2 separate regions of the Mus musculus genome follow, and region 1 is linked to region 2. A link is a contact called in public HiChIP or PLAC-seq data. All regions are on one chromosome and are shown on one strand. The core of a region is the stretch at or near the end of the contact, and the rest is flanking DNA. Distances in the headings are between cores, read along the strand shown.

What was found. HiChIP or PLAC-seq counts read pairs in DNA pulled down with a chosen protein or histone mark.
Region 1: an H3K4me3 HiChIP or PLAC-seq map of microglia shows a contact between it and region 2, with 2.9 times the contacts expected there. The contact joins two enhancer-like sites. A contact is called at or near these places in 1 of 39 promoter capture datasets (pre-B cells), 1 of 15 datasets of contacts at CTCF or cohesin (the NIH/3T3 cell line), 5 of 484 Hi-C or Micro-C datasets (Th2 cells, bone marrow-derived macrophages, embryonic fibroblasts and 2 more), 6 of 115 datasets of contacts at active chromatin or transcription factors (CD8 T cells, bone marrow-derived macrophages, embryonic stem cells and 2 more) and 3 of 9 other capture datasets (adipose tissue, liver and pancreatic islet).

Annotation. Positions count from the first base shown.
Region 1 is chr2:101,809,182-101,814,492 of GRCm38.p6, forward strand. It overlaps a transcript of Prr5l not described here. Among named protein-coding and RNA genes, the nearest start is that of Prr5l, 14 kb to the left of the region's middle. Within about 2 kb of position 1,815, at least 19 of the 459 cell types and tissues checked have an H3K27ac peak or open chromatin away from gene starts, as enhancers often do. A contact at or near this core is called in CD8 T cells and microglia, where this site is marked.
Region 2 is chr2:101,729,434-101,734,842 of GRCm38.p6, forward strand. Prr5l (proline rich 5 like) reads right to left here. Exons shown (of 9, transcript NM_175181.5): 7 at 5,172-5,312; 8 at 1-117. Among named protein-coding and RNA genes, the nearest start is that of Traf6, 54 kb to the left of the region's middle. Within about 2 kb of position 3,553, at least 116 of the 459 cell types and tissues checked have an H3K27ac peak or open chromatin away from gene starts, as enhancers often do. A contact at or near this core is called in CD8 T cells and microglia, where this site is marked.

The DNA of each region.
Region 1 (5,311 bases), core at 565-3,064, 78 kb after region 2:
CATTCATATCTTCCCCACTTCCAAAACTCATGTAACCATAACATGAATAATGACATACAATAATGATCAGTTATAGACAAAAGCAGATGGACCAAACAAGAGGTCGCTCATGTTTGCCCATCCCTGTTCTGGAGGGAAGAGGGACATAAAGGAGGAAGAAAGCAGAGAGAGAAGAGAGAAAGGAGTTCTGTGGCTCCTGAGGTAGAATTTTGTCCAGAAGATTTCCTCTAAGTGAGTCAGAAGCCTGATAAAAACTCCCCTAAGGAGACTAGGGAGATGGCTCAGTGGATAAGGCACTTGCCGTGGATCCCCTGAACCCACATAAGAACCAAGCGTGTGCAGCGGCTCCTCTGTAGTCCCAGTGCTCGGGAGGCAAAAACAAATGACCCCCACAGCAGCATGACCATCTACACGAGCAGGAATAAGGGAGCCCCAGGTTCAGCAAGAGGCCTGGCCTCAAAATAGAGATTAAAGAGGATATCCAGCGTAAACTTTGGGCCTTTACACACACATGCATATACTTTCATGCACACGCGTACCACACACACACACACACACACACACACACACACACACACACTCCCTGAAGGCAACCTGGTTCACTTTCTTTAGTATAAAAGCTTCTTAGGCCTCTTTCTTCAAGATCAAAGTCCCATACACTGCCCTATGCCAGGTTCATCTGATACAAAGTGCAATTATGGGATTAAGTTCTCCAGAGACTGGCATAGAAACCAGATCACTAATGAACATAGAACCTGTAAAGTCTTTCAGGACTTTGCCCAGAATTTCATTGATAAGTTATGCCTTATTTGTTTATTTATTTATTTATATTTATTTCTTTATTTCTTTATTTTTCCGGAGACAGGGTTTCTCTGTGCAGCCCTGGCTATGCTGGGATTCACTCTGAAGACCACGTGCCCCTGCCTCCTGCGAGCTAAGATTAAAGGCATGTGTTACCACATCTGGCTGATAAGTTATCTCTTCAGATAAAATATGTCATTTATAGGAAATACATGGATTTTTCTTTGGTCTTTTGTTTCCTTAAGAAAACAATTCTTTGTGTGTGTAATATATACTCTCTGCCCCTCCTTTTCTCCCTCCCCTCTTCCCTCTCCCCTCTTCTCTCTCCTTTACCCCACATACATACAACTATGAAACTATATGTAGCAAGTGTAGTTGGCACTAATCAGATACACGCAATATGTCAACCCTGCAATATGTCAACCCTATTGAGGGACTTTGCTAGCATAGCTTTGACCCCTGGACAAGCTGTAAAACGGCTGTTATTACTCCCATTGCACAGAAAACCACCTCGAACTTAAAAAAAAAAAAAATGGTTGAGACCTTTCACAAGCTCTCGCAGACTATTAGAAACAGAAACAGCCACGAATTACATTATTTTATTTACTGTTGCTCAGTCTTTCCCAACTCCTGTCATCTTTCCTTTGCAATTTCAGAAGAAGCAGTCATAGAACTGCCTGGGAAAAAGAAGTGTTCTCAGCCGACGCATCCATTCCAACTGTTGTGGGCAATGAGGGAAATTGTGAGGAACAGAAAATGAAAGCCATCAGAGCAAACATGCTGTTGTCCCCAAGAACCAACTGGGGTCTGCCTGAGCTATCGTGTCCAGCCCGGTCAAAGTGAGCCATGCCAGACAGGGTGCACAGCCGCTGCACAAAGAGTTCTCTGTTTATTCTCCACATGATCGAGTCGTCCTTCTGTCCCAGCAGGAACCCAGACCAGCTCCTCACTCAACATTTCCTCCTAGGGACTGCACTTGGGCCACCTCGAAACAGTATTTCACACCCTGTCACCAAGGAAGTCTAGAGAGCCCTCTTAGACATCTGTTTCTGAGAAAGGGCAATACTGCAAGATTCTGCCACTATTACTGGAATAAGATACTTAAATGATTCTCAGAAATCCTGACTACAGCTGCTGATGTAACTCAGTCGGTGCGGTGCTTGTCTAGGATGTATGAAGACTGGTTCAATCCCCAGCACTGACTGAACCCAGTGTGGTGGTGCACCTCTGTAATCCCACAACCAGGAAGGTGGAGGTAGGAGAGGGTCATCCTGTATACATGGCCAGTTGCAGCTCAGCCTAGATTATAAGAGAGCTGGGAGGGAGAGAGGGAGGAAGGGAGGGAGGGGGAGGGGGGAGAGAAGGGGGAGGAGCGAGACCCTGCATACAGTATGCATTAGTATATTAAGACCTCAGAGGTAGTCTTCAGAAAAGGAAAATTCAACAGCTTAATTTCTGCACATGGAACGTTCTTAACAGCTTCACCCTGCAGAGCGTAGCCGGGATGTGTTGCCCAAGACAAGAGAACCCTGTCCGTCAAATGTGCTTTGCGAAGGGCTGGGGATGGTTTCAAGATCGAGGAGAGATCTTAATTGAGTCTCCTTGGTAGCCCCCGCTTTCTGAAGTTTAATTTCTTGGATGACTAGTCTGCTGATAGTATCAGAAATTTACAGACGGGGGAAAAAAAAAAACAGTCCTGCTTCACTTTCCAGTGCAGAAGCAGAAGGAGTAACCTTGAACAATCTGGCCCCTTGTCCTGCTCAGGTGCCTCCTCCTGAGAACCCACCAGCTTCTTTCTGATAAAGCCCAAGTCCTACTGTGATGTGGTCTAAGGACATCTGGATGTACATGAGATGTCAGCCTCAGCCCAGCATCCCACCCCACCCCACCCCACCCCACTCCACCCTACTCTGTGCCTCCACGGTCAGTAACTGTGGAGTCCTCAAGGCCTGTCTGAGTTACACACACAATGTGAAACTGCTGAGTGGAGGAGAGCCAGAGGTAAGTGCTCAGGGAGATCAGATTTACAAAGTAAGGAGGAGAGGGAAGAAAGAGAAAGAAGAAGGAAGTTAACTATGGTTTGCACACCTCAGCTTGCCCAACATCGCACCTCTAGCAAGAAGCACCGGGCCTCTGGCACAGACCATCTAAGTGCTTTGGCACCTCAGCAAGCTGCCAGGACTTGTGGTAATGAGCAGAAGCCCTCCGCTGGTTTCACCTGCTCAGTGCATTGACTCTGGTCAGATTTGAGTTTGCACCAAGCACTGTGGTATAAGCCTATAATCCCATCACTCTGGAGGTGGAGGCCAGAGGCCCAAAATTCAAGTTCATTCTGGGCTTCCCATTGAGCCAGAGGCCAGCTTGGACTACAGGAATCCCCCTTTCAGATAGCCCAGACTGTAACTTGCATAATAAAATTGTGTGTGCAGATGACACCCCCTTTCTTTGTGCTTGATAGTAACAAGAGCTAAAATGTATTGAGCACTTAACACGTATCACACTTCAAGGACTTCACAGAGCTCGTTCCTCACAGCTATCCCCAGAAGCAAACACAATTACATCTTTACAGGCCAGAAAACTGTGTGTGATGGAAAATAGTTGCTTTAGTCTCTAATTCAGTGGTGGAGGCAGATTTGAGCTGATGCAATTTAACCCCAAACTTCAGAGATAACCTAGAGAAGCAAAGAACAGAGACAACGGGCCGGAGAGATGGTTCAGTAGGTAAGATGCTTGCAGTGAAAGCTTGAGGCCTTGAGTTCAGATCTCCAGCCCTCACATAAAAGCAGGGTGCTACGGTGTCCAACTGCAACGCCAGCGTTAGGGAAGCAGAGACAGACAGACCCACGGGGCTCACTGGCCAGTCTGTTCTAGCCACGTTGGTGAGCTCTAGTTTCAGCGAGGTCTCAAAAGAGCAAGGTGGAGAAATAACTGAGAAGACAACTAATGTCACTCTGACTTCTACACACACATGAACACATACATACATGCATACATAACCACAAACACAAATACATTAAAAGGAATAAAGTGGAGCAATGAATGAAGACACCCAGCACTGAACTCTGGCATCATGTGCATGTGCACATATGTACATACATGGCCACACACAAACACATGCACACACACATAAAGAACTCAGGCAGGCAGCACTCATACTTGGAAGGTTAGACATATATAGCTTATTAATTTGACCTGTCTTCGTCTGCTGTTATGTGTGTTATGCAGAATTCCAAGCTCATTACAAATAGTCACTCACTTAATTCTTCTGTCATCAGGATGCACCGTTGAGGCCACTTGTTTCTATGACTTTTCTCACTTCATAATGAACAAACTGAGTCTCAGAGGTACAGAGAGTTAAGTCTCTTTGAGACTGAAAACCCAAGAATTCTGCCTCTCTAATCTGTGGAATTAGCCACTACCAACAAGAACATGACTGTGCCTTATTTGAAATCAAATAACCGGGCTAGAGAGATGGCTCAGTGGCTAAGAGAGCTGGCTTTTCTTCCAGAGGTCCCAAGTTCAATTCCCAGCAACCACATGGTGGCTCACAACTATCTGTAATGGAATCTGATTCCCTCTTCTGGTGTGCATGAAAACAGAACAGTATGTATACATAAAATAAAGAAATTATTTAAAACAAATAAGATTAAATAACCTTCAGAGGCCAGTAGCTGAACACAGTCTGCAAAAGGAAAGCAGGGACATCCGTATTCCTGGAGGTTCACAAGCCAAAGGCGAGCTAATCACTGTTCAGTGTAGAATTCCCAGCTGGATGGGATCCTGTTGGCCCTTCTGCAAGTTTATAGCCAATTGGGTAGTTTTGGTTTCTGTTTGCTGGAGGTTGGTTTCCTTCAGTCTAGCTGGTGCAAGATTTTGCTGTCAGCGAAGAGGATCAGGAAAGTGGGAAAAGGCTGACTGTAAGGGAACCGACTCCCTCTGCCCAGTGCACTTGACAGAGGTGGGCTCAAAGATGCTGATCTTGGAGCTGAGACCCTCCCTCCTTTGCAGGAGATGTCTCTCACATCAAATCCTCACTCTTTCAAAACTCCAACAGAAGGCCCAGGAAAAGGGGAAGCAGAAAAGACTGGTTGCCAGCAGGGGCCAAGGTTCAAAGGAAGCAGTGGGAAGCCTCCACCCCAGCAAGAGCAGGAATCAGTATCCACACATCCAGCCTGGCTGAGGAGTCCAACCCCAGAGACTCGGGGGCCCTGATGCGAGTCCCAGTGTGTGATGTGTGTGCCCTATGTATAAGCTACATGACTCAGCACAGAAATATAAGTAAAGGTACCTGGAAGAAACCCGTCCTGGTCCACAAACGTTTTAATGTTTTCTGTTTGCTGACATGCCAAAGAAATGGCAAGACACATGATAATTGCGTTCCATGCACTCTTTCTGCTCTCCCTGCTTATCTTTGTCATGTGATCTGTCTGCTGGTTGAGGTGGGTGTTGCCAGTCACCAGACCCTAGGTACATTATGTAATCTCTTGGGCCTGGAACACTTTATTCTCTT
Region 2 (5,409 bases), core at 2,303-4,802:
CGTGGGGCCTGAGCAGCTGCGGTCCCCGCTGATGCTGAGAAAGGGAGACACCACTTGCTTCACCAGCTCCTCCAGCTGCAAGTAGCCCTCACTTGGGCCTGTGGGCTCGTGAACACTCTACAAATGAACACCCAAGACAGATAAAGGTCAGTGTAATGTCAAAGCAGTGGACATTTGTCAACACCTGCCAATGACCCTCCTCTGTGCAGAGGGCAGTGTGGCCACAGTCAGCCTCCCTGTGGTTAGAATGAAGGATACAGGCCAGAAGCACTGGGCACTTGTCCCAAGTCAATAGATGAAAATGAGAGAGAACAGGAAATGGAGAGGAGGCAGGAGATGAGAGAAAGGATAAATGCAAGATTTGGAGCTGTGTGACTCTCCCAGGGACATGGGACATGGGGACATGGTTTACACTGAGCCTTTCAGAGGGAGCAGCCCTCATTCCTCAGACCCTCTGCCAGGTTGCCTAGCAAAACACAAATGACAGGTTTTCCTGGCCCTGTACAAAATGAAGATGCAGGGCCTTGAACTGAAAATTAGTAAGAATATTGAAGGGGAGATGAGCGTCTATTAAAACAGACACTGAGAGACAAATGTATATCTGAGTTCAAGGCCAGCTTGGTCTACAGATCAAGTTCCAGGACAGCCAGGGCTACATAAAGAACCCTGTCTTGAAAAACAATACATACATACATACATATATACATACGTACATACATACATACATACATACATACATACATACATACATATGATGTTTAAGAAGCAAATCCAGAAACTGGGCCTTTTAAGAACAAAATCTGGCCGGGCAGTGGTGGTGCATGTCTTTAATCTCAGCACTTGGGAGGCAGAGGCAGAGAGGCAGAGAGGCAGAGAGGCAGAGAGGCAGAGAGAGAGAGGCAGAGAGGCAGAGAGGCAGAGGCAGAGAGGCAGAGGCAGAGAGGCAGAGAGGCAGAGGCAGAGAGGCAGAGAGGCAGAGGCAGAGAGGCAGAGGCAGAGAGGCAGAGAGACAGAGAGGCAGAGAGGCAGAGGCAGAGAGGCAGAGAGGCAGAGAGGCAGAGAGGCAGAGAGGCAGAGAGGCAGAGAGGCAGAGAGGCAGAGAGGCAGAGAGGCAGAGAGGCAGAGAGGCAGAGAGGCAGAGAGGCAGAGGCAGAGGCAGGTGGATCTCTGAGTTTGAGGCCAGCCTGGTCTACAGAGTGAGTTCCAGGACAGCCAGGGCTACACAGAGAAACCCTGTCTTGAAAAACAAAAAAACAAAACAAAAACAAAAACAAAACAAAACAAAAAAATGAAGTCTAGGTTCACCCAGGACAGTGTAAGTGGCATAGTCCCAATTCTCACTCTAAAGGTGAGGGGTGGTGAAGCCCAATGATTATCCCACCCCCAGAAGAGCTCACCTACAGCATGCAAGCATTTCACAAAAGCACTGCGTATGAACAAACACACAGGCCTCCCGACAACCAGGGACAGGTCTCTCTTCCAGTGGATCCAATAAAACCCAGGAGACTTAAGAAAGTTGCTTAGTATAGCACAGCCAATAGATGACAGAAACAAACAAACAAATCCTCCACTGGACTGGAACCCAAGCTGGCTGGCTATGAGCCCATGTGACCACTACTTGTTGCCAGGTTAGGAAACAGAGAAAATGCACAGAAAAGTCCAGGGCAGGAGAAAGAAGGCCTAGAAAGTGGTTCTAGGTGTGTCTCTGCAGTAAGCACAGTAGGAGTCTTCAAACTTGCATGTGAGGTAAAAGCCCTGGGTAAAAGCCAAGTGGCAAAGACCCAGAGACCAGAAAGGACAAAGGCCTAGGCAGGGAAAAAAAGGAGACATGACAGCCAAAACTGGAGGGGAGTTGTAATACATCTGCTTTCTAGAAAACCAGCAGGCTCCTTGTGAACTGTTTCTCACTGCAGGGGGCTTGAAAGTATGCCCTCCTGTTGAGGGGTAGCAAAGACCCAGAGACCAGAAAGGAATAAGGGCCTGAGAGGGAAAAGAGACTTCAGAGGACTCTGTGCTTACCCAGAAAGAGTATCTCCTCAAATTCACAGAAGAGATCCTGAATGGTTTCCCCGTAAAAAGCTAAAGCTCACCACAGCCCTGCAAGTTGTCTGTGGAGTGAAGCAAGTGGGGCCAGCTCCTGCAGATTAGGGATCCATGGTTGAGATGTGGTTCCCAAGTAAATGGGCTTTTCCTTGGCCCTTTTCTGCTACACCAAATGAGGCACAGATGCCTGGGTGTTGGATGGTTTAAGGAAACAAGAAACCTGAAAAGAGGCTACAGATTATATGCAAATTTGACAAAATATAAGCAGGGTTTGCAGTCTGAGACTAAAAAGGGAAGGGAAGAGACAGATGTGGAGAGAGTGACTATATTGGGATGAGCTTGACTGTGGTGCTAGAAACAGGCTTGGCGATTCTCTACCCCCTCTGTCCCAGCTCCACCCTCCCTGAGCTCAGGTAGCAGAATGTTTAGTGTTGGAAAGGAGGGGGGGAGGGGGTGGGACAGGAAGGAAGGCTGAGAGGTGGAGAGAGTAAAAAAGACTAGGACTGGTTGACTGACCCAGCTCACACAGTTCAGTTTATACTCCTGAGTTAGTTAGCCAACTAACTCTCTGACCTTCCAGTACCCTGACGTGGGAAGAACAGGAAGATCCACAGTGGGGACTGTTTCATGGCCCAGTTTTCCAGAACCTCAACACAGCCATGGAACTTCTCAGGCTATATTCCTCACTTCTAAAGGAAGAAGCCATCATGGGACTCAGGCCAGGGATCTTGGGTTCTTCCTAACTGGTTCCATCACTTTCTGAGCCATGCTCAATGAGCACCTACTTTTATGACCAAGGGTGCTGAGGGCACAGCATAGGGAAGAAGTTTAAGAGTTGCTCTGGACAACAGTGTTTAGAGCAGAGAAAAAAATGAGCACCAAGACCCTAGCCCTGCAGGGACCAGGAAGGCCACAGCACAGGTCAGCATTAGAGAGTCAGGTTCTAATGTCTGATGGAGGGATGAAGGGGCTTTAGGCCCAGGGACACACTTGAGCAGATTCCCTAAGATCAGCTGCAAAGAACTGCATATACACACCGTGGTGGGGAAAGGGGACAGGCCAGAGTAGATAGACATTCTGGTACACCTTCAGAGACTTTAAGGGGGGTGATGTCATGTATTGTTGGGTTGTTCCACACAAACCCCAGAACCTCAAAAGGCTTTTGTTACAGAAACAGGTCTGCATGCTCCACTTTCAGATGGGGAGGGTCCTCAAAAGGCAGCCATGACCATACATGGAAAGAGATGTATGGTAGTTAAACTTGACTGTCACTATGGAAACACCCCTTGGGCAGCATATCTAGGTTAATAGGGGTGGGAAGACCCACCCACCTCACGCACAGAGCCATTGCCTGGGCTGTGGTCTCAGGCTGCATAGAAAGAGGAAGCCAGCTGAACACCAGCATTCATCTCTCTCTACTTGCTGATACAGATACAAGATACAGCGTGGCCAGCTGCCTCACCTTCCCGTTACTGTGCCTTCTCCGCAACGATGACTGTAAGCTTAAGTAAGCAGTTCCCCTTCTAAGTTGTGTTTGTCAGGTATTTTGACACAGCTGAAGGGGAAGTAAGTAATACTGGATGGCGTTATAAGTCAAAACAGAAACAGAAAGTGGAGTCCAGCCTCCTAACCTCAGTCCTAGAATCCTCAGGGGCTCCTTTTCCACGCTCCATATTTGGGAGCTAAGCCCTGAATTCAGCATTTCAGATGTAAGCTGCGGGCGCTTTGCCACGCCCATCCTCCTATCTACAAAAAGGCTAGCTCTAGAAAGATACCCACCCTTATCTCTAAGATGACCCTGCCTCCTTTCTTATTACAGGAAAGGGGAATACGCTGAGGATAGCCCCAAGAGAGTCAAAAGCACAGCAGTGGGGGGCGGGGGGGGGGGGAGATGGGGCTGGTGATATCTCATTAGTCAACAGGAGCCTGATGGAGGAACCTGAGACTGTACACCCATCCATGGGAAAGAGCTCCCTGGGGCATGTTGGTTCCATCTGACCACATTCAAGGTCATAGTTGATTGGGCAAACGGGAGATCCAAGCCCAACATGTGCCAACCAGATAGATCCCTCCCTACAGAAGGGATCAGGATGCTCACAGTTCTGCATCTGAGAATCTTACTACCTCCTACCAGCTGAGAAATTTCACTCAACTGCATAAGAGTCCTGTCCTGTTTTTGTTTCCTCATCTGGAGCATGGGAATAACAACAACGCTGACCTCATAAAAGGGCTTATTTGGACTGTTTAAGAAAAACAGAACATTTATAGTCCTTGTGCCTGCACCTGGCAAACAACCAGAGCCGGAGAAGTGTTAGCTCATCTTCCTGTTGCTGATTTAAGACTGGGATGAGAAGACAGGATGGAGCCATCTGGGTAGTGTCTCCCTGGAAACAAACACCATGGCATGTCACATCTAATCTGGTCCAAATAATTCCACAAACAGAGAAAAGACCAAGTCTAAGAGCATCCGGGCAAGGCCACAAGAGAAGGCATCAGAGAAAAATCAGGAAGAATGATCCAAACAGAGACCAAGAAGTGACCAGAGCTCGGAGACCTGACATGGTCTTGCTTTTTCATGAAGCCCATCTAGGAGTTCTAGTTCTCTCTTGACTCAATGACAGCAGATACTTTGTCATCGTTTTCAATCCTTGGCTCCTTGGCATAGTTTAAGGGCTGACAAGGATGTGTACCCTTCACTAGCCGGCACCACAATAAATGGTTACTTTTGTGCTCAAGACTCTGGGCTGGGCGCTGAAGGTACAAGCAGGAGAAGAAATTTAGTATCTGTCTTGACTATCCCAAACAACGGTGTTCAGGGCAGAGGGAATGTGGGTACCCAAATCTCACCCGAGGGATGGAGAAAGCCACAGCTCCCAGGAAATCAGGCTCCAGGTGTTTAGTTCTTTCCTGACTCCAAGACTAGCCCTAAGTAGAGCAATAGGGTCCTGACAGGTGCACAGCAAAGGTACAGGAACCGGTGAACCAAGAAACATGGACAAACAAGCAGAAGAATGCACGGCTCTGCCACAGGGCTCTGTGATTCCACCTCCTTCCCACCTCCATCACAGCAGGATCCTGGATCCTTCGGCTGATTGCTGCCACAAGGGACAGGGCCCCTTGGAGCTCACCTGCAGAATGAGCAGCATTTGTATAACAGAAGAAGGCAACTTGGACTGTGCCAACAGCAGCACGTCACCCAGCTTCACCTTCAGCAAGACCAGGTCCCGGAAGCCCAGCAGGGAGATCTGGCGGATGGTCAGCTCCTGTCCCTGGGGGAAGAAGACATGTGGAGGGGTAAGAGGTGAGTGCTTGCTGGATCCCCACCAGCCTCAAGGAGTCCAGGGCAAGTGTTCACAGTGCACTCGG